Regions from separate parts of the Mus musculus genome. Here regions 2, 3, 4, 5 and 6 are each linked to region 1. Evidence: chromatin contacts called from public HiCAR-type, HiChIP or PLAC-seq and promoter capture Hi-C data. All regions are on one chromosome and are shown on one strand. The core of a region is the stretch at or near the end of the contact, and the rest is flanking DNA. Distances in the headings are between cores, read along the strand shown.

What was found. Promoter capture Hi-C pulls out the DNA fragments that hold promoters and counts their contacts. HiCAR-type assays count read pairs that join an accessible place to other places. HiChIP or PLAC-seq counts read pairs in DNA pulled down with a chosen protein or histone mark.
Region 2: a contact with region 1 is called in an H3K27ac HiChIP or PLAC-seq map of embryonic stem cells, with 2.3 times the contacts expected there. The contact joins the promoter of Tonsl here to the promoter of Puf60 in region 1. A contact is called at or near these places in 2 of 484 Hi-C or Micro-C datasets (forebrain and neutrophils), 2 of 115 datasets of contacts at active chromatin or transcription factors (embryonic stem cells and thymic regulatory T cells) and 1 of 9 other capture datasets (liver).
Region 3: a contact with region 1 is called in an H3K4me3 HiChIP or PLAC-seq map of the SCID.adh cell line, with 10 read pairs. The contact joins the promoter of Ppp1r16a here to the promoter of Puf60 in region 1. A contact is called at or near these places in 1 of 115 datasets of contacts at active chromatin or transcription factors (the SCID.adh cell line) and 2 of 9 other capture datasets (liver and pancreatic islet).
Region 4: a contact with region 1 is called in a promoter capture Hi-C map of liver, with 2.6 times the contacts expected there. The contact joins the promoter of Gpt here to the promoter of Puf60 in region 1. A contact is called at or near these places in 2 of 39 promoter capture datasets (liver and neutrophils), 2 of 484 Hi-C or Micro-C datasets (embryonic stem cells and regulatory T cells), 2 of 115 datasets of contacts at active chromatin or transcription factors (embryonic stem cells and pancreatic cancer cells) and 1 of 9 other capture datasets (pancreatic islet).
Region 5: a contact with region 1 is called in a HiCAR-type map of astrocytes, with 2.2 times the contacts expected there. The contact joins the promoter of Arhgap39 here to the promoter of Puf60 in region 1. A contact is called at or near these places in 1 of 39 promoter capture datasets (erythroid cells) and 1 of 115 datasets of contacts at active chromatin or transcription factors (astrocytes).
Region 6: a contact with region 1 is called in an H3K27ac HiChIP or PLAC-seq map of microglia, with 6 times the contacts expected there. The contact joins the promoter of Slc39a4 here to the promoter of Puf60 in region 1. A contact is called at or near these places in 2 of 39 promoter capture datasets (erythroid cells and liver), 1 of 484 Hi-C or Micro-C datasets (forebrain), 4 of 115 datasets of contacts at active chromatin or transcription factors (bone marrow-derived macrophages, microglia, pancreatic cancer cells and 1 more) and 1 of 9 other capture datasets (macrophages).

The regions. Positions count from the first base shown.
Region 1 is chr15:76,079,663-76,082,362 of GRCm38.p6, forward strand. Puf60 (poly-U binding splicing factor 60) reads right to left here and starts at 1,284. Exons shown (of 12, transcript NM_028364.2): 1 at 1,188-1,284. The coding sequence starts at 1,211.
Region 2 is chr15:76,638,561-76,641,288 of GRCm38.p6, forward strand. It overlaps Tonsl (tonsoku-like, DNA repair protein), which reads right to left and starts at 1,369. Exons shown (of 26, transcript NM_183091.3): 1 at 1,294-1,369; 2 at 1,118-1,213; 3 at 888-1,030; 4 at 280-463; 5 at 1-41. The coding sequence starts at 1,318.
Region 3 is chr15:76,670,165-76,672,948 of GRCm38.p6, forward strand. It overlaps Ppp1r16a (protein phosphatase 1, regulatory subunit 16A), which reads left to right and starts at 1,479. Exons shown (of 12, transcript NM_001358933.1): 1 at 1,479-1,598. It also overlaps a transcript of Foxh1 not described here.
Region 4 is chr15:76,695,445-76,698,210 of GRCm38.p6, forward strand. It overlaps Gpt (glutamic pyruvic transaminase, soluble), which reads left to right and starts at 1,282. Exons shown (of 11, transcript NM_182805.3): 1 at 1,282-1,575; 2 at 1,715-1,804; 3 at 1,878-1,986; 4 at 2,098-2,231; 5 at 2,396-2,639. The coding sequence starts at 1,414.
Region 5 is chr15:76,816,744-76,819,556 of GRCm38.p6, forward strand. It overlaps Arhgap39 (Rho GTPase activating protein 39), which reads right to left and starts at 1,423. Exons shown (of 12, transcript NM_001168288.2): 1 at 1,249-1,423.
Region 6 is chr15:76,615,618-76,618,317 of GRCm38.p6, forward strand. Slc39a4 (solute carrier family 39 (zinc transporter), member 4) reads right to left here and starts at 1,253. Exons shown (of 12, transcript NM_028064.3): 1 at 956-1,253; 2 at 258-542. The coding sequence starts at 1,144.

The DNA.
Region 1 (2,700 bases), core at 34-2,533:
TCTGCATGAACAACAGGGGCTACCCAGAAATGAGGCATCCACTCTCCTCCAGTGCTGTTTAAAGTATTTTATACTCTGCCCTCACCCTTTCTTCTATCATCTGACAGCCACCTAAGGGCAGTCATCAACTCCTCAACTCTCTGGTTGTCTTTCCGAAAAGACCATTTACACCAATAGCGTCAAGCAGCGGAAGCAGGAATTTTTTTTTTTTTCTTTTGAAGTTAGCCCTGATGTGAGCAAGACATACTAGATCCACCCCTCACAAGCTGGAGCAAGTGCCCCTCTCCCATTATGAAGGTGCAGTTCCCAGCTAAGGCTGAGGAATGGCAGCCTGTGTGTACTCTACTCGACCCTACCCTACGGCTGGCCTCCAGGCACCTAGGGCTTAAGTGGTCTCAGCCCTTGCTTCATCCCCTCTGAGTGAGGGTGGCGGCTAACAAAAGTCTGGATTGCAGTGGGGTTAGGTCCAAGAGATAAATAGTCCCTGAAGGAACTCCTGGTGGTAGCCATTCAAGGAACATTCCCGACTGACTAGGGCAGAACCAAGTTCAGCCCTTGGAGCGTCCAGCCCAAGACAAGGGGGTTAGCAAAGTCTTATGATGCCCACCCGGACCAGTGACCGAGGCAGGCACCGGCTGTCGGGTTCCCCACAGAGGCAGTGACAGAATGGCTGTTTGAAAGGTGTGGAGGGGAATGGGGGTTGGGAGAGATGCTCTTCCCCTCCTGCGTGTTAACGGAACGGGAAACCCTCGTCTCTGCACCATGGCGCAGAGCAAATGCTAACGGGTCCGCCCCTTCCGCGTCCCCAACACGGGGCGTAGCCGCGCGGGTCTGGAGCAGGCACCAGGACACCCTAATGCCACCGGACGCCTAGACAGTTGTCGCCCAGTCTCGGCAGACAGGACCGCCCCGCGGGGATCCAGCAGGGCAGCTCCGCGGCCGGCCCACCCCGCCCAGCTGCCGGAAACTGGAGTCCTCGAGCCGGAAGCTGCAGTCGAGCCCCAGCCGTGGCCGCAGCCGCGCGCTCCCGCTCCGCCTCCGCCCCGCGTGCCGGGGACCACGGTAAAGTCCGTACGAGGTCCGGGTCGGGCCGCTGCGCACCCAGGGTCCCCTCCGCACCCTGTCCCAGCCGACGACTCACTCCTCCGAGCTGAGGGCCGCCCCCTGGCCGCGAGGGACTCACTTACGAGAGCTATAGTCGCCGTCGCCATCTTGCGTCCGTCGCGGCCGCCGCGCGCGCCACAAGCATCAGCTCCCTCCGCAGTCTCGCGCGATCTGGGCGTCGGACGCGGAAATCTCGCGACGTACGGCATAGCTACGAGAGCGGAGACCGAAACGCATTTCCGGGGCGGAGCAGGCCGTTAATGTACCGGAGGAGGACGGGGCGGGCCGGGGTTTTGGAGTGGCGACCCGGAGAGCCCTCCCCTGGTCGGGGGGGGGGGGGGTCGACATTTTTGAGTCAGTTCCGTCTGCCTCTTTTCCTACCACCCTATTTTAGTTGAGTCCACTCGCTGAAAGCTCGTAGACTGCGGAGACAGAAGACAAAAAGACTGATGCATCGTCCTTTGCATTGTCCATCTAAAGTCAGGAATCCTCATTCATTTTGAAATATGGTCTCTTTCCTAGTGAGAAAATAGCCGTTGACACGAAGATGGCCCCCAAAAGATGGCTCCCCAGCCTGTCCTGTGGTTATTGTCCTGTGGGCATAAATGTGTACGTTAGTCCCCAAGTCCTGAGCTATGTGTAAATATGTAGTTCATCTGGGCTTTGTGGCCGTAAGGCTGCCTGCAAGGCACCAACCACATCTGTAAGCTCAGGCACCTTCAAACTCCACCGGATAGCCATTCTCGTTTTCCACCCCTCGGGTTTTCAGACTTTAATATAGAGATCTTTAGCAAAACATGGCAGAATATTTTCCTCCCCCTCGGTACCCCCTTTAAACAGGAAAAAGCTCTACTGAAAGCAAACCTAAGTGGGCAGAGAAGTGGAATGCTGGGGAGCCAGGGGAGGGCCTTAGCAGGCTGGTGTGTGATGCTTGTGTCTTGAATTCTCCGAAAATGTGCAGATAGTTTAAAAAAAAAAAAAAAAAAAGTAGGTGCCTCCAGACTTCTATCCCTAATACAGGTTACTAGTCGTTCTGGCTCTGCCAACAGTGCCTGGAGATTAGCTCCTCCTGGGAACGAAGCGCTGAGACCCAGCTTAGCATCTCACTCTTAAGCAAAAGTGGCCAGCCAGAATCACCAAGCAGAAGAGCATGAAAAGAAACCAAGACAACAAAGGAAATGGAAGATACCTAAAGATGTTGCATCCCCCAAACAAGAAAATAAAGATCATGAACTTAGATTTCCCCATTTAAAAAAGAGAAAAATTAAAACGGCCAGGTGTTGGTGGTGCACTCCTTTAATCCCAGCACTTGGGAGGCAGAGGCAGATTTCTGAGTTCGAGGCCAGCCTGGTCTACATAGTTCAGGACAGCCAGGGCTACACAGAGAAACTCTTGTCTGGAAAAACACCCCCCCCCCAAAAAAAAACAAAACAAAATCTGCAAATGAGCGATTCGATAAGTTGAAAAATAAAGTTGAGCTATGTGTGGTGGCATATACCTGTGATCCCAGCACTCCAGAGGCAGGGGCAAGGAGAAGCTCTGTGAATTGGAAGCCAACCTGGTCTACCTTTCCAAGTAGTTCCAAGCAACTGCCAA
Region 2 (2,728 bases), core at 119-2,618, 560 kb after region 1:
ACGGGTCCTCATCTCACTCAGTTCCCGCTGGGTCAGCATCCCTGGAAAAAGAACAGCTTTAGGGACTCAGTTGCCCCCACCCCCACCCCCAGGATATGGGGTTTTCAGGCACTCCTACCCTTTATCCCATCTCTTATTGAGTGAGCCAGGAGTCTGCTGCACGTAGAATATAGAGAAGGAGCAGGTGCCTGACAGGTTCAAGCCTGAAGAGCAACACAGGCCTTGGAAAGGGAGGGCCCAGAGGGAGCCTATGGGGAGAATCCAAGAAAGGGGACATACCCTCTAGTTTCTCATCCACAATAGCCAAGCTCTTCTCAAAGGCAGCTTGTGCCTGCAACAAGGAATCTCTTGATTGGCAGTGGTCATATATATCCAGATGGGTGCGGCCAATGGTGGCCCAGGCTCGCTGTAGTTCAGTGTGGTTGGACAGGGAACCAGCCAGATCCAGGTAGAGATGCTGGTGCTAATGTAGAAAGAAAAAGCATTTGACATGATCCGACTCCCAGCAACTCCAGCAGTCTGATACCAGAGGAAGCTACTCTTAGAAAAGAGACCCTTCTGTTTCCCAAATTTCGACAGAGTTGGGTATACCCATGTCCTATCTTTTCTATGCAAAGGACTGTCTATGGCAATGGCTGTTCTGCCCTGCAGCAGTGCTGTCATGGGAGACCACTAAGGGCTGCATGGAGTGTTGCTCTCAATAGCAGTGGGTCCTGAGCCTTCCTCATTCAGTTGTCACAAACCCATCCATTCCCCACCACCACCACCAAGAGGCAGGCAGCGCCCCAAGTAGACATAAGAAGGGTGTGACTGCCTGCCAAGTCAAAGGTCCCTGAATACTTATTTGCATACTAGCCCTCTCTCCTCAACAAGTGAAGGTCCTGTACCTTCAGAGCAGCAGAGTAATTCTCCATTTCAGCCAGCCGTTCTCCAATCTTGCGGTGGGCCACAGCGCAGCCTAGAGTGTCCTGGACGCTCTCTAGCAGATGTAGTTCCTGCTGGTGCTCCTCCAAAGCGTCCTTGAAGCGGCCTGCCGGAAGAGGGGCGTGTGCTCAAGGTGCGCCATCACCCAGCCAGTCCCCTGCCTCCAGCTAGTCCTCTCACCGCTCCGGCTCACCGTGGCTAGCCAGCAGCTCCCCCAGCTGGTGGCAGTAGGCCGCCTCCTCGCGCAGCTGTCCATTCCTCTGGGCCCTGGTCTTGGCCTTGCTCAGCTCTGCCGGAAGAGAGAATCGAGTCTAACCCAGGACCCGATCCACACCCTGCGTCCCGACATGCACTCCCCAAAATACTCACGGCGAAGCTCCTGTTCCAGGGTCATAGCCAGACAAGCCACCGCCGCCGCGAAAATCTGCACTTCCCGCGCTTCCCTGAGCCCACGCCCATTTTCTCACTCCACCCATAACACGCAAGGCCCACCCACTCTTCTGAGCGCATGCTTAACCCCGCCCCTTCGGTGGCCCAAGTGCGGTAGACTCCAGGCCTTCTGGGATTTGTAGTCCTACTGGCGCCATCAGGTGGCAGAAGGTCTGTTGGGTAGGATCTGGGCCTTCAAGGCTGCTGTCAGAGTACGGGCACCCAAGCAGGAAGTGCCCTTTCTGGTGAGTTACCAGGACTACAGACTGACCCTGCTCCCCTGAAATCTACCTGCCTTTTTTTTTTTTTTTTTTTTAGGATTAGACGGGCTTGGTGGCATACGCCTTTAATCCCAGCACTCAGGAGGCCAAGACAGGCAAATTTCTAAATTTGAGGCCATCCTGGTCTACAGAGCAAATTGCAAATTCCTGAAAAGCCAATGATGCACAGAGAGACAAAAAAAAAAAAAAAAAAAAAAAAAAAGGAGGGGGGTCTGGATAGATGGCTCAGTGGTTAAGAGCACCGACTGCTCTTCTGAAGGTCCTGAGTTCAGGTCCAAGCAACCACATGGTGGCTACAACCACCCGTGATGAGATCTGATGTGTGTGTGTCTGAAGACAGCTACAGTGTACTTGGATATAGTAAATAAATGAATCTTTAAGAAAAAAAGATTTTTTAAATTTCACGTATGTGTTTACCTATATATATATATGTGTGTGTGTGTGTGTGCACCTGCCGTGTGCCTAGTGTCTGAAGAGGCTGAAGAGGGCAACTTGAAGAGGAGTTACAGCTTGTTGTGAATCATCGTGTGGATGTTAGTTACCAAACTTAGGTCCTCTGCAAGTGTAGCTCTTAACTACCGAGCCAACTTTCCAGCTCCCAGCCTGCCTTTTTATTACAGGTATACTGTAGTGCTACCCCCATTTCCTCTAGACATTATTATTTTTAAAGATTTATTTATTTATTTATTTATTTATTGGTTTTTTTTTGAGACAGGATTTCTCTGTGTAGCCCTGGCTGTCCTGGAACTCACTCTGTAGACCAGGCTGTCCTTGAATTCAGAAATCTGCCTGCCTCTGCCTCCCAAGTGTTGGGATTGAAGGCACGCGCCACCACGGCCTGGCAGATTTATTTTTTATTCATATGAGTACACTATAGCTGTCTTCAGACACACAAGAGGGCATCAGACCCCATTACAGATGGTTGTGAGCCTTGCAGCCTCCCTGGGGACCAACGCCCTCATGGCCTCCTGGGAGCAGAACAGGGGCTACCCTGTTCCTCAGATGCATTTCTGCCCGTCTACCATTCTCTGGTTGCTGGGAATTGAACTCAGGACCTCTGGAAGAGAAGTCAGTGCTCTTAACCGCTGAGCCAT
Region 3 (2,784 bases), core at 229-2,728, 590 kb after region 1:
CTCCCATTAAACAGACGGGAAGTGACTTCTCCAGCAAAACTACCCTGAGAGAGATGGGGAATTCCCAGGGGTTAAGACAAAGCAGCCAAAAGAAGTCAAGCCTGCCGGGCAGTGGTGGCGCACGCCTTTAATCCCAGCACTAGGGAGGCAGAGGCAGGCGGATTTCTAAGTTTGAGGCCAGCCTGGTCTACAAAGTGAGTTCCAGGACAGCCAGGGCTATACAGAGAAGCCCTGTCTCAAAAAAACAAACAAAAAAAAAAAAAAAAAGAAAAAAGAAAAAACAATAACAAACAAAAAAGTCAAGCCTTAGGTGGGGAGTCTGCTCAGGACTTGATGGGGGTGGGGATACAGATTGACAGACCTTCTGGACCAAAAAGGGAATAGAGTCTGTCCTCAGGAACAAGAGGAGGATACAGAGACTTAAGTGATCTTCCCATGAGTATGTTGTAGGTGCCCATATAGGCATGGCCATCTAATTGGTGGCTCTATTCTTGGGCTCAGTCACCATCTATGTTCTAAGTTCTCCTGGCTACTACAATGGGCAGCTTTGCATTGAGGGTCTGATTAGAGCGCTGATGGCAGAGGTTGGTGTCAGAGCCAACAATCCAAGACCTTCATGAGCACTAAAAGCTTTTGAGAATTCACCTTTTCCTGTGAAGCCCCTCCCCATTGTACCATCAACAGGACAGAGACCCTGGCAGGTGCCAAGGAAGGTACAGTCATGAGTGGAGGAGGGAATGGGGACACACAAGGAGGATGAGCACAGTGGGACTTCACTTCCTCTGACAGTTCTGCCCCTGGCTGGGTTGTGATCTTATCTCAGATTCTTCTTTTAGCTCTCATCTGTCTCCCCTCCCCACCCCCAATCCTATCACCTCCTGCCCCTCTGCTTTTCGTCCTCAGAGCTCTAGCTGAGAGTTCCTGTGTCTCACCTGTCAAATATCCCTATGGCCTCAGACCTATTCACTAAAGAAGACATTCTCTCCTGCAAGTCTGAGGTCTCCCTTTCCACTGGTCCTTCCTTGGTTCCAGTTAAAGCCTGGCTCCTTGAACTGACATTCAAGGCTCCTCATCGGGACTGCTTCTCCCTGATCACAGTGTCCCAGGGTCCAACCATCACCCAAACTGCTGCCCATCCTCTTTCGAGCAACGAGGGACTCCTACCCTTTAATCAAAGGATAGGATAAATAAAGATCACCCTTCCGGGAACACCTGAACATTTGCCCTTCCCGCCCTACCCCGGACATCAGGGTGTTAGTACCACAGAATAGAGCACGGGAATTAAAAAAAAAAAAAAAATCTTCCACAGTATCAACCAATCAGCTACCGGAGCTGACCCCGCCCCTGTCAATCTACAGTGGATGACTCTGTCCCTGGAGGACGCTCCTTAGGCCCCGCCCTCGCAAAACGACTCAGCCCAGCCTTCCCGCCCAGCCTTCCCGCCCAGCACCGCGGCTTCCGCTCGGGACACCTCGGGCCGGAAGTGTCGCGTTGCCATGGCGAGGATGGGCGCGGGGCCCGCCCCCGTGGCGCCTGGAGCAGCGCCGGGCTCCAGGGTCGGCCGGGCCGGGTTCAGGGAGCGGCCAGGGAGGTTCCAGGTGAGAAGGCCGGCGATTGTGAGTGAGGGTCGGGTCTATCTGGGGACGCGGGGGAGGCCCAGCACGGCTGGGCGGGGCATAGCGGGTGAGCCAGCGCCGGTTCTTCTGCGGCCCGGTGCTGGCCCGGCAATGGAGCGGGTCGTGAGGGGCCTGCAGAAGGGGCGCCAGCGAGGCGGCCAGCGGAGGGTGGGTTTTTGTTGTTGTTAGTTTTTGTTTTTGTTTTTGTGAAACCTATCAGTGAAGGAAGTTCTTGCAACCTGTTGGTCGGGCAAATCCATCGACAGTCTTCATTCTGACCTTAGGACCGCGAAGGGACTTTCCTGTGCTTCATGTGGGCTTTGGTGTTCAGTCAAAGCACACTCTAGAGCCTCTTACGGCTTCAAGTGCCCCTTTTCTGGAGGCTGTGCCTCCTGGATTGTGGTTGGGAGAGGAATGTAAATGAGCTTGTGAAAACTGTTTGGGCTCCTTTGGGTTCCTGACGGAACCAGTGCTAGAGGCTAGAGACAAGGAGGATTAATTATTACGGGTGCAGAAGAGAAGTGTGTATTGGCTTGGGAGGTAGAGCAAAGTTAGCTGACTCCTGACTGCTCCACTTTTCTTCCATATCCTTACTTGGGTGGTGAAGGTAGAGGCGAGAGGGCAGACCTCAGTGAGCCCTCTTGGGTGTCTTTGCTCCCTAGGTCTTCCCTTATAGGATTGGGGTTTTCTTTGGAGGCTTTGTCTTGCTTTAAACACCCTGGCTCTTTAGAAGGCCACCTGATTCACTTCATGGAAACCAAAGCTGCCACTAGCTCAGCATGAGAGCCGGTTGGGTTGAGGGACTGGAGGCCTAATGAGACCTGCCCTAACCCGCTGGCTTCATGTTGTCATGGTGATGGGACTTTCAGGTCTCTCAAGGGCTGCTAGTCTGCCTCTGTTGCTAGTTTTTGCCCAAGGAGGTTTTTTTTGGGGGGGGGGGGCGGGAGGCGGGGAGGGTTTTCCTCTCCTAAGGCCTGGTTTGACTTCCTTCCCTGTTGGCTCAGGCCTTCCTATTCCCCGCCTCTTTTTTTTTTTTTTTAAGGAATAATTCTTTTAAGTATTATTTATTTATTTATCGTTTTGGGGTGGGTACATGCCATGATCCACGTGTAAGTGGTTAGAGGATATCTTTGTGGATCTCCTGGAACTGTCATTTTGTAGTTGTGAG
Region 4 (2,766 bases), core at 32-2,531, 620 kb after region 1:
CTCAAGCTAGAGGGAAGAAGGCAATTCTAGATCATGACCGTTGCATTTGTATTTGCATGGCCATCTCTACGAGGTCACATGGGCACTGACCTGGTCAGCCTGGTGTCCATCCTCAGGGCCTGTCCTTCCTCTAGCACCTGTGGTTGGAGGGTTAGTGTCCTTGGAAGGGCTTGGGGGAGGGTTGGTGATGACTGCTGGTTAAATTTAGAGTAGGGCTGTGCCGCCGCTGCCTGAAGTCCACCTGCTACCACTCCTACTTGGGCCCTGCTAGTAAGAGGCAGGCAGTGGCAGGTTCTGCCAGGGCCAAGCCTATATTAATCTGTGGTGTGTCCTGAGGGCCAGAGAAAGGCCACTGAGCTGGGAGGCTACTGTGGCATCAGAGCCAAGAGATCAGAGGTGAGTGTGTCCCCACTCCAGGGCCTCCAGGGACAGAGGGATTAAGGCTCACCTCATGCCTTCCTAGCTGCCTGCTGCCCAGCTTAGAAGTCATTCTCCCCAGCCCTTAGCCTGAGCCATGATGGGTCCAAGGGCTTAGATGACCAGGTGTTGAGCAAGTCTATAAGCTTTCTAGAAGGCCAGTGGGAGTGGGGTACTGTGGGCCTATCAGAGCTCACTTCCTGTTCTCTCTACCAATCAGGAGCAGCAGGGAAGGGGACTTAGTTACCCTTGGCCTGGGTTGTCGACCTAAGGGCACCCTCAAGCTGATGTGTATTGAAAGGGCATGAGGGCAGTCCAGGGTGAGGTGTGTCCAGAACTAGCTGTCCCGTCTCCAGTCTCTTCCCCTCCCCCTAAACCCTTGCAGTGGCTCATCAGAGACCAAGGTCCAAGCATAGCACTCTGTCAGTCCCCATGGAACCCAGAGACTACACATCTTTCTCCCTTCCCCCAGTGCTCCCCAGATTCCCAAGGCCTGGCTTAGTTACCTAGGAGACAAGTCCACTTGCTTAAAGTAAAGATGGAGTGTGTATCAGGTCTGAGGCCTAGGCTTCAGCTGGGCCTTGCTAGGGTAAATCTCCAGTAGTCCCTGGTTCTGTTCTTAATAGGCTGAGATGCTCAGTGCTCTCTTCTCCCAGTTTCCAGTGTGTCAAGTATTGAACCATCCGTCTGTCCCTACTCCCCAAGTGGGTCTCTTGCTCCCTCGTGGGGACACTAGGCGGCACTGGGCCTCGCCCCAAGCCCCGCCTGCTGCCTTACCAACTCCCTCTGGCACCCTGGGGCAGATCTGTGCCCAGCCTGATGGGGCGGGGCCCAGGGTGCTCCAGTTCCTTCAGCCTTTTCTGCCCCTTTCAGTAGGGCCAGAAGGCTGCCGTGGAGAGGGTGGTGCCTTACCTCACGCAGACTCCCCATTCCCAGCCCTGCTCCCCAACTGGACCCTTCTTCTTGAGCCAGCATTCTTGCCTGCTTTGAGCAGCCATGGCCTCACAAAGGAATGACCGGATCCAGGCTTCAAGGAATGGACTGAAGGGGAAGGTGCTAACTCTGGATACCATGAACCCATGTGTGCGGAGGGTGGAGTATGCAGTCCGAGGCCCCATCGTGCAACGTGCCTTGGAGCTGGAGCAGGAGCTGCGCCAGGTATTGCCTTGGGCCACTTACTGCCCTTCTGCTAAACTTGGGCTGCTGAGCTCGTCCCCAGCACAGTGGAATGTGGGACAAAGGCAGTAGAGTAGGGTGGTGGTGTTCAATCTCCCTGCCCGCTTCCTTTCTTTCCCAGGGTGTGAAGAAGCCTTTTACTGAGGTTATCCGTGCCAATATTGGGGATGCACAAGCCATGGGGCAGAGACCCATCACCTTCTTCCGCCAGGTTAGGCTGCTGTACTACCTGTGGTTACTCCTCCTTCCCCAGCTGCTCTGGACTCAGTACTTGGTTCTTCCAGGTCCTGGCCCTCTGTGTCTACCCCAATCTTCTGAGCAGTCCGGACTTCCCAGAGGATGCCAAGAGAAGGGCAGAACGCATCTTGCAGGCATGCGGGGGCCACAGCCTGGGTGAGTGCGAGCTCTAGGTGGAGCCCAAGCCTTAAGGAGAGGCAGAGAGGGACGAGTCCCTTGGGAAGATTACAGGACTTGGCCCACCTCATTTAGCTTGTCCCCTTTCAGGTGCCTATAGCATTAGCTCTGGAATCCAGCCGATTCGGGAGGATGTGGCGCAATATATTGAGAGGAGAGACGGAGGCATCCCTGCAGACCCGAACAACATATTTCTGTCCACAGGGGCCAGCGATGCCATCGTGGTAGGGTAGCCCAGGGCAGGGCAGGTCAAATCGGAGTAGCCCTATGTGTGAGGCTAGATGGGGCTGAGTCTGGTGCAGCAGCGTCAGCACAGGGCGGTGGTGGGGGCGGGGTGGGGTGTACAACTCTGGTTGCACTAACGCTGGGCTCCCTATCCGGCCTACAGACCATGCTCAAGCTGCTGGTAGCCGGCGAGGGCCGTGCGCGAACCGGTGTACTCATTCCCATTCCTCAGTACCCACTGTACTCAGCTGCGCTGGCTGAGCTGGACGCCGTGCAAGTGGACTACTACCTGGACGAAGAGCGCGCCTGGGCTCTTGACATCGCTGAGCTGCGGCGCGCTCTGTGCCAGGCACGTGACCGCTGCTGCCCTCGAGTACTATGCGTCATCAACCCCGGCAACCCCACGGGTAAACCTATCAGCTCCGCCCCCTGCAGTTTCACTCTTTTTACCCCCCCCCCCCCGCTAGCTCCGCCTCACTGGGCTCCTCCTTCCAGCCCCGCCTCTTCCTCCAGAACCTGCCCTTGCTCTCCAAC
Region 5 (2,813 bases), core at 173-2,672, 740 kb after region 1:
TCACTCTGCTCCAGACTCTTACAAGACAGCTGATTAGACCACGAGCTGGAAGGAGTCACATCTCTCTATTCCCTCCTAGGCACTCAGAATCCCTTGAAGACTGGCTTTCCGGACTATCCAGTCACACCTCTCCTTCTAATTCCCTTCCCCCCACGTTCGTTGTAAAAAGGGGAGCAGGGACAAAACCACCTGCTGTTTACAGACTGCGCCCAGGACGCAGTGCTCAATTGCCCTCCCTAGCTCCCAAAGACAAACGTCCGTATTGTCTGCACCACGGGAGGAACTGAAGCCTTGCAACTGTACGTTTTTCTGCAGAGGTCACTGGAGGCCTGGCCAACCCGAACAACACTGAAGGGGGAGGGGGTCCAGCCGCATTTTTGCGGCTGAAGGTTGCGTAGCGCCCACAGCAGCTGCGGTGAGCAGCAGCATGGAACACACCCACAGCTGCCGCGCCCGAAGCGGGCAGCACGTTTTAAAATAAAGACAGCCTGCCTGGCCCGGGATGCACAGCCTGCCGGCTCGCAGCCCCCACCCACCCCACGCCTGCCAAACAGCAGGCGCCCAGGGAGTTCCAAGTCTGAAAGGCCGGGGAGAGGACCACCCGAGCCTGCCGCAGAGGCCCTGCCGCGAAGCCAGGGCGCACCACGCGCAAGCAAGCCACGACCCGACCCAGAGACGCCCACCGACTGCCGGGCATCGCGGACAAAGCCTAGCCCGCAAGATCCTCGTTCGGCAAGCACTATCTCTCACCACCCCCAAACGGACCGGAGCCCAGTGCACAGAAAGGGCACAAGCACACCACCGGCTCTGGGCCTGGACACAGAACGCACGCACACCTGTCCTCGGGCTGACTACACACACCTGTCTGCAGGCCGGGCACCCTCACATCTCACACCCACCATCAGGTCCACCCCAACCCCAACCACCTCAAGCAAAGGGCTCGCACACAACTATCTTGGCCAGGGACACACACGCACTCACGCCCATCCAAAGGCCGGGCACGCGTGCAGACCATGGCACCCTCACACCCACCACCCTCGGGCCCCTGCTCTTACGCAAACCCGCCTTCACACTCCCTGGCCCTTGGCCGCGGCGTCCTCCTGCGGACCCTCCCCTACCGGGTCACCTGGGGCCCCGATTTCTAGCACGACTGGACTGGGGGGCCTCCGCCTGGGCCAGGCCGTGGGGCCGCAGCGAGGCCTCTCCGCCATCTTCCCGGCCCGCGCCGCCCACCTCCCGCGCTCTCACCAGCCGGCCCTGCGCCCGGAGCGCCGCCACTGCCCCTCATCACCGACCGCACGCTGCGCCCCAGCTCCCGGCGGCTCCCGGCCGCCGTCGCCGCCGCAGCCAGCGCTTCACGTCCTGGGTCTCCGCCGCTGGTCCAGTGCGCTGCGGCCGCGCGTCCCCCGTCACCAAGCGCAACCCCCCGCCTCCGACTCCGCCCCCGCGAGGATGGTGGCGCCGCCAGGGGGCGCCGCCCGCGAGGCTGCAATGCGCCTGCGCCACCGCGCAGCCCCTCGGGAGCTCCGAGGGAGCCTTGCCTCTGTCGGAGGCCCCGCCCCCGATGCCGCGCTAGCCGGCCGTTCCGCTCTCACCTGTACCCGCCCACTTCTGGAGGTCTGGGTCACCTCAGGTGTGTCCTAACGTGGGTGTGGCGTGACTCTATTAGTTCTAGCCCTGCTGGGGTTCCTAAGCTTGAGATATACCTCTTCCTTGACTCTGGAAAGGTAGCTATTGTCTAAAATACTCTGCGTATTCCATGTTTGTAACTTCCCTTTATTATTTTCCTCCTTTTATTTCCTTGACTATTCTCGTAGTAACTCAGGCACAGCTTTAAATGTGCTCTCTTTTCTATTTTTTTTTTTTTTTTTGTAATGTGTATTGTGTGTGAAGCATGTGCACGCACGTGCCAACAGTGTCCGTGTGGAAATCGGAGGACAACTCCTTTCACCATGGGTTCTAATGACGGAACTCGCATCATCAGGCTTGCACAGAGAGCACCTCTACCCACTCCATGGCCCTTTTAACTTCTTATTAATTTTTTTTAAGAGAGAGAATTTCAGATGGCCCAGGCTGACCTTCAACTTCCCTATGTAGCGAAGGATGACTTTGAAACTCTAATCCCGTCTTCATCTCTCTTGTGCGAGGATTACAGGCACCATATCCGGTTTACACAGCTGAGGAGGTGAAACCCATTCTAGGAAAGCCCTTTACCTACTGAGCTACATCCTCAGCTGCCATTTGGGTTTTTTGTATTTGACGAGCTCTTGCTCTGTGTACCCGGGCTGGCCTCAAACTTAAAATCCGTCTTTAACACATTACAAGTGCGTTTGTCACCCTCCCAGACTTCGGAATATTCAGTGTTGTTGTTGTTGTTTTTGTTTGTTCATGTTTTCGTTTTTTGAGACAGGTTTCTCTGTGTAGCCCCGGCTGTCCTGTAACTCGATCAGTAGACCAGACTAGCCTCAAACTCAGAGCTATCTACCTGCCTCACTTTGCTAGTGCTGAAATTAAAGACGTGGGCCATTACTGCCCGACACCAGTTCTTTACTTTAAAAAGAAAAACACACACACACACACACAAAAAAAAAACCAAACTTTTTTTTTACCTTGGCTTGACAATTAAGAGTAAATACTGCTCTTCCTGAGGATTCAAGTTCAATTCCCAGCATCCATGTCAGGTGACTCAAAACCACCTATAATGCCTGACAGAGGTGGCACATGCCTTTAATCCCAGCACTTGGGAGGCAGAGGCAGGCGGATTTCTGAGTTCAAGGCCAGCCTGGTCTACAGAGTGAGTTCCAGGATAGCCA
Region 6 (2,700 bases), core at 3-2,502, 540 kb after region 1:
ACCTAGGCTGCCCCAGCTAGTCACACCCTTCACTGTGGCCTATGACCTTGGCCCCAGAGCTCTCCTGACTGTCATTTCCCCCAAAGGGTTCCCCCAGACTCCCGCAGACCCCGTTCTACCAACTGTGCACAAGACTGATTCCCACCTAAGTACCTCCAATGAGGCTGCACGTGGGACATCTCCCTTGTTGGGGCAGCCTCCCTTCCATGGCACTAAGGTCCTTGTCATTATCCCCCAAAAGCTGTCTGGGCCCTCACCTTCTCCCCGGTGGGTTGGCTGGCAGCATGGGCCTCAATCTTCTGCAGTAGCTGGCTCAGACCCAGGGTCATGGCCTCTGGACTCTCCAGTGTGGCCAGGTAATCGTCCACATGGGAGGCCAAGAGGCCAGCTTGGATGTCCTTGCATGTTTTCTCTGGGTTGTTAAGGTAGAGGGCAGCAGCAGCACTAAGGTAAATAATGTGTCTGGACTCCAGGACTGATTCTGGGGCAGGCTGTGGCTTGTCAGGTTTGCCTAGAGCCAAGACATTCTCCACAGACAGACACTGTGGGCAAACAGACAGGATCTGAGCTAGACTAAGCCTACCAGGCATAGCCTACAGGCATGGATTCTATCAGCTATCTTATGTCATGTTCTGCCCCTTGTAGTTAGCTTGACTAGGAGCCTACACAAAGGGGTCCCCAGCAATTACTCCCCCATCCTGAAGGTGAGAGTGGTCACTGTGAGTCACCACAAATTTGATAGCCTGGGGGAATGGAGCTGTGTGTCCCAGGATGGAGGCCCAGGCCTGTATAAGCCCCCCAGAAACGGAAGGGAGGCTCCAGCCTGCCAGCAGGTGCAGACACCAGCCTCCAGACCCGCCTCCTGGAGTTTGCCCAGATCTCTTTAGTGCCTGCCACAGGGTGGAGCGGGCAGGAAGGGGCCGGGGCTGGGGGACCCATCGGGTGGGGGTGTTACCTTTTCACACGGCCCGTCGGTGCAGTGCACACGGGCCACCAGCGTATTTAACAGGCCGTCCAGTTCCAGGCGATCCAGAGCACCCTGGCCCAAGGCGAGCAGGCTGAGCAGGTTCCTGGGCCGGGCCACTGCCACTGTGCCCACCAGCAGAGCCAACACAAGTCCCTGTGTGACCGACTTTGGGAGCATCACGCCTCAGGCCCCCAAAAGCGTTCCTTGTAGAGGTGCTGACTTCTGGGCTAGCTGGAGACAGCTGGGACTGTCCGGGGCCAGACTGGAGCTGGGTTCAACTTGCCTTGGCCCTAGCTCCAAGACCTCTCCCAGATATTTCCTACAGGGCTCTGTGATTGGCTGCTGGGTTAGCCATTCCAGTGGCAGATCCTCCCCGAAAGCCTGGGGAGAAAGAGCTGGTGCCTCCTGGGGCTGGAGCTAAAGGTGGGTCCCTGTCCTTAGGTGGGCGGCTTGAACCTGTCACACCCTGAACTGCCAGTCAGGGCTTCCTCTGTTCCCTGAAGAGCCCAGATCACCCTCGCCTGTTACCTTGCCACTGGACCAGAAGCTAGGGGGATTAAAGGTTTGAGCGCGTAGATGTTATCAAGTCAAACATGGGCGTTCTATTTGACATTTTCAGGAGAGCTCTTAGGCTTCCCTCCACCCTTCACCAGCTGCCTCTCAGCCCAAGCAGCTTAGACAAATTCCAAATCTTGTAGCCTGGGTGAGGGTGGGGGTGCTGCTCTTGGCTCCTGAGCTAAGGCCGCTGGGTCCAATATGGGCTACAATGGGAGATTTCTGCAGGGTACTTGCTGCGTCATGCTCCCCCACCCCCAGCCCTCGGGGAAAATCCCCAGGAAATGGCTAAAGCCCCAACCTAGACAAACAGGAAACAAAGATGTGACTTTGGTCCTAGCCAACTTTTGGGGCTTGGAAGAGTTCGAGTTGAGCAGTAGGAGTTTGAGGCCCTGTTGTGAGCGCTAAAGCCTGAGCATAAGAAGAAGGAGGTAGGGCTGGGGCCCCCAGCTGTGCCCCTCCCCCATTGAGCCTTCCAGCCTTTGACCCCTGAGCCTTATCTCTATCCAGGTGGCAGGCTGAAGGAGGGGTTGGAATCTCCAGGAACTGACAATTCCCGGGTCACAAGGCATTTTGGCCTTCTGGAAGAGGGCTTTGGGTAGCCCCAGAGGCACTGTGGCCTTCTTCCACTCAAGTTCACACCAGTCCTGACCCTAGCCCTCTGGGGTGTGGCTGAGTATGAACCTAATGCCTAACGAACTCTGTCCCCTAGTATTCTGGAGGGTAGGGCAGGGTGGAGAAAGAATCTAGCTGAGTATCCTTGAGCTCACGGGTCAACTGCTTCAGACCTGTTCCGAACATACACATGTCAATGTTTCTTATGGCTAGCATCCTTGCAATGCAGCATCCTTGCTGGTCCTATGGAAGAACTATGACTGGGAACTGGGAGAGCCAACCTGAGAGCATTCCCTACATGGAGCTCTGAAGATGCCATATACCCAAACTGCCTTTCTTATTTCTTTTCATTGCTGGGCAGCTGAGAGCTAAGACTAGGTTGATTTTCTTTCCCTGTATCCCCTAGGGAGAAGTCTTTGTGTAGGCCTGGCTGTTCTGGCTTCCCTAGATCTCTCCCTCAAAGGAGGGACCTGCCTGAGCTCGGAAAGGCAGAACAGCCAGCCCTCGTGCAGCTAACACTGCCTCTCCTGCTCATTCCCAGCCAGCTCACTGCATAGGTGAGT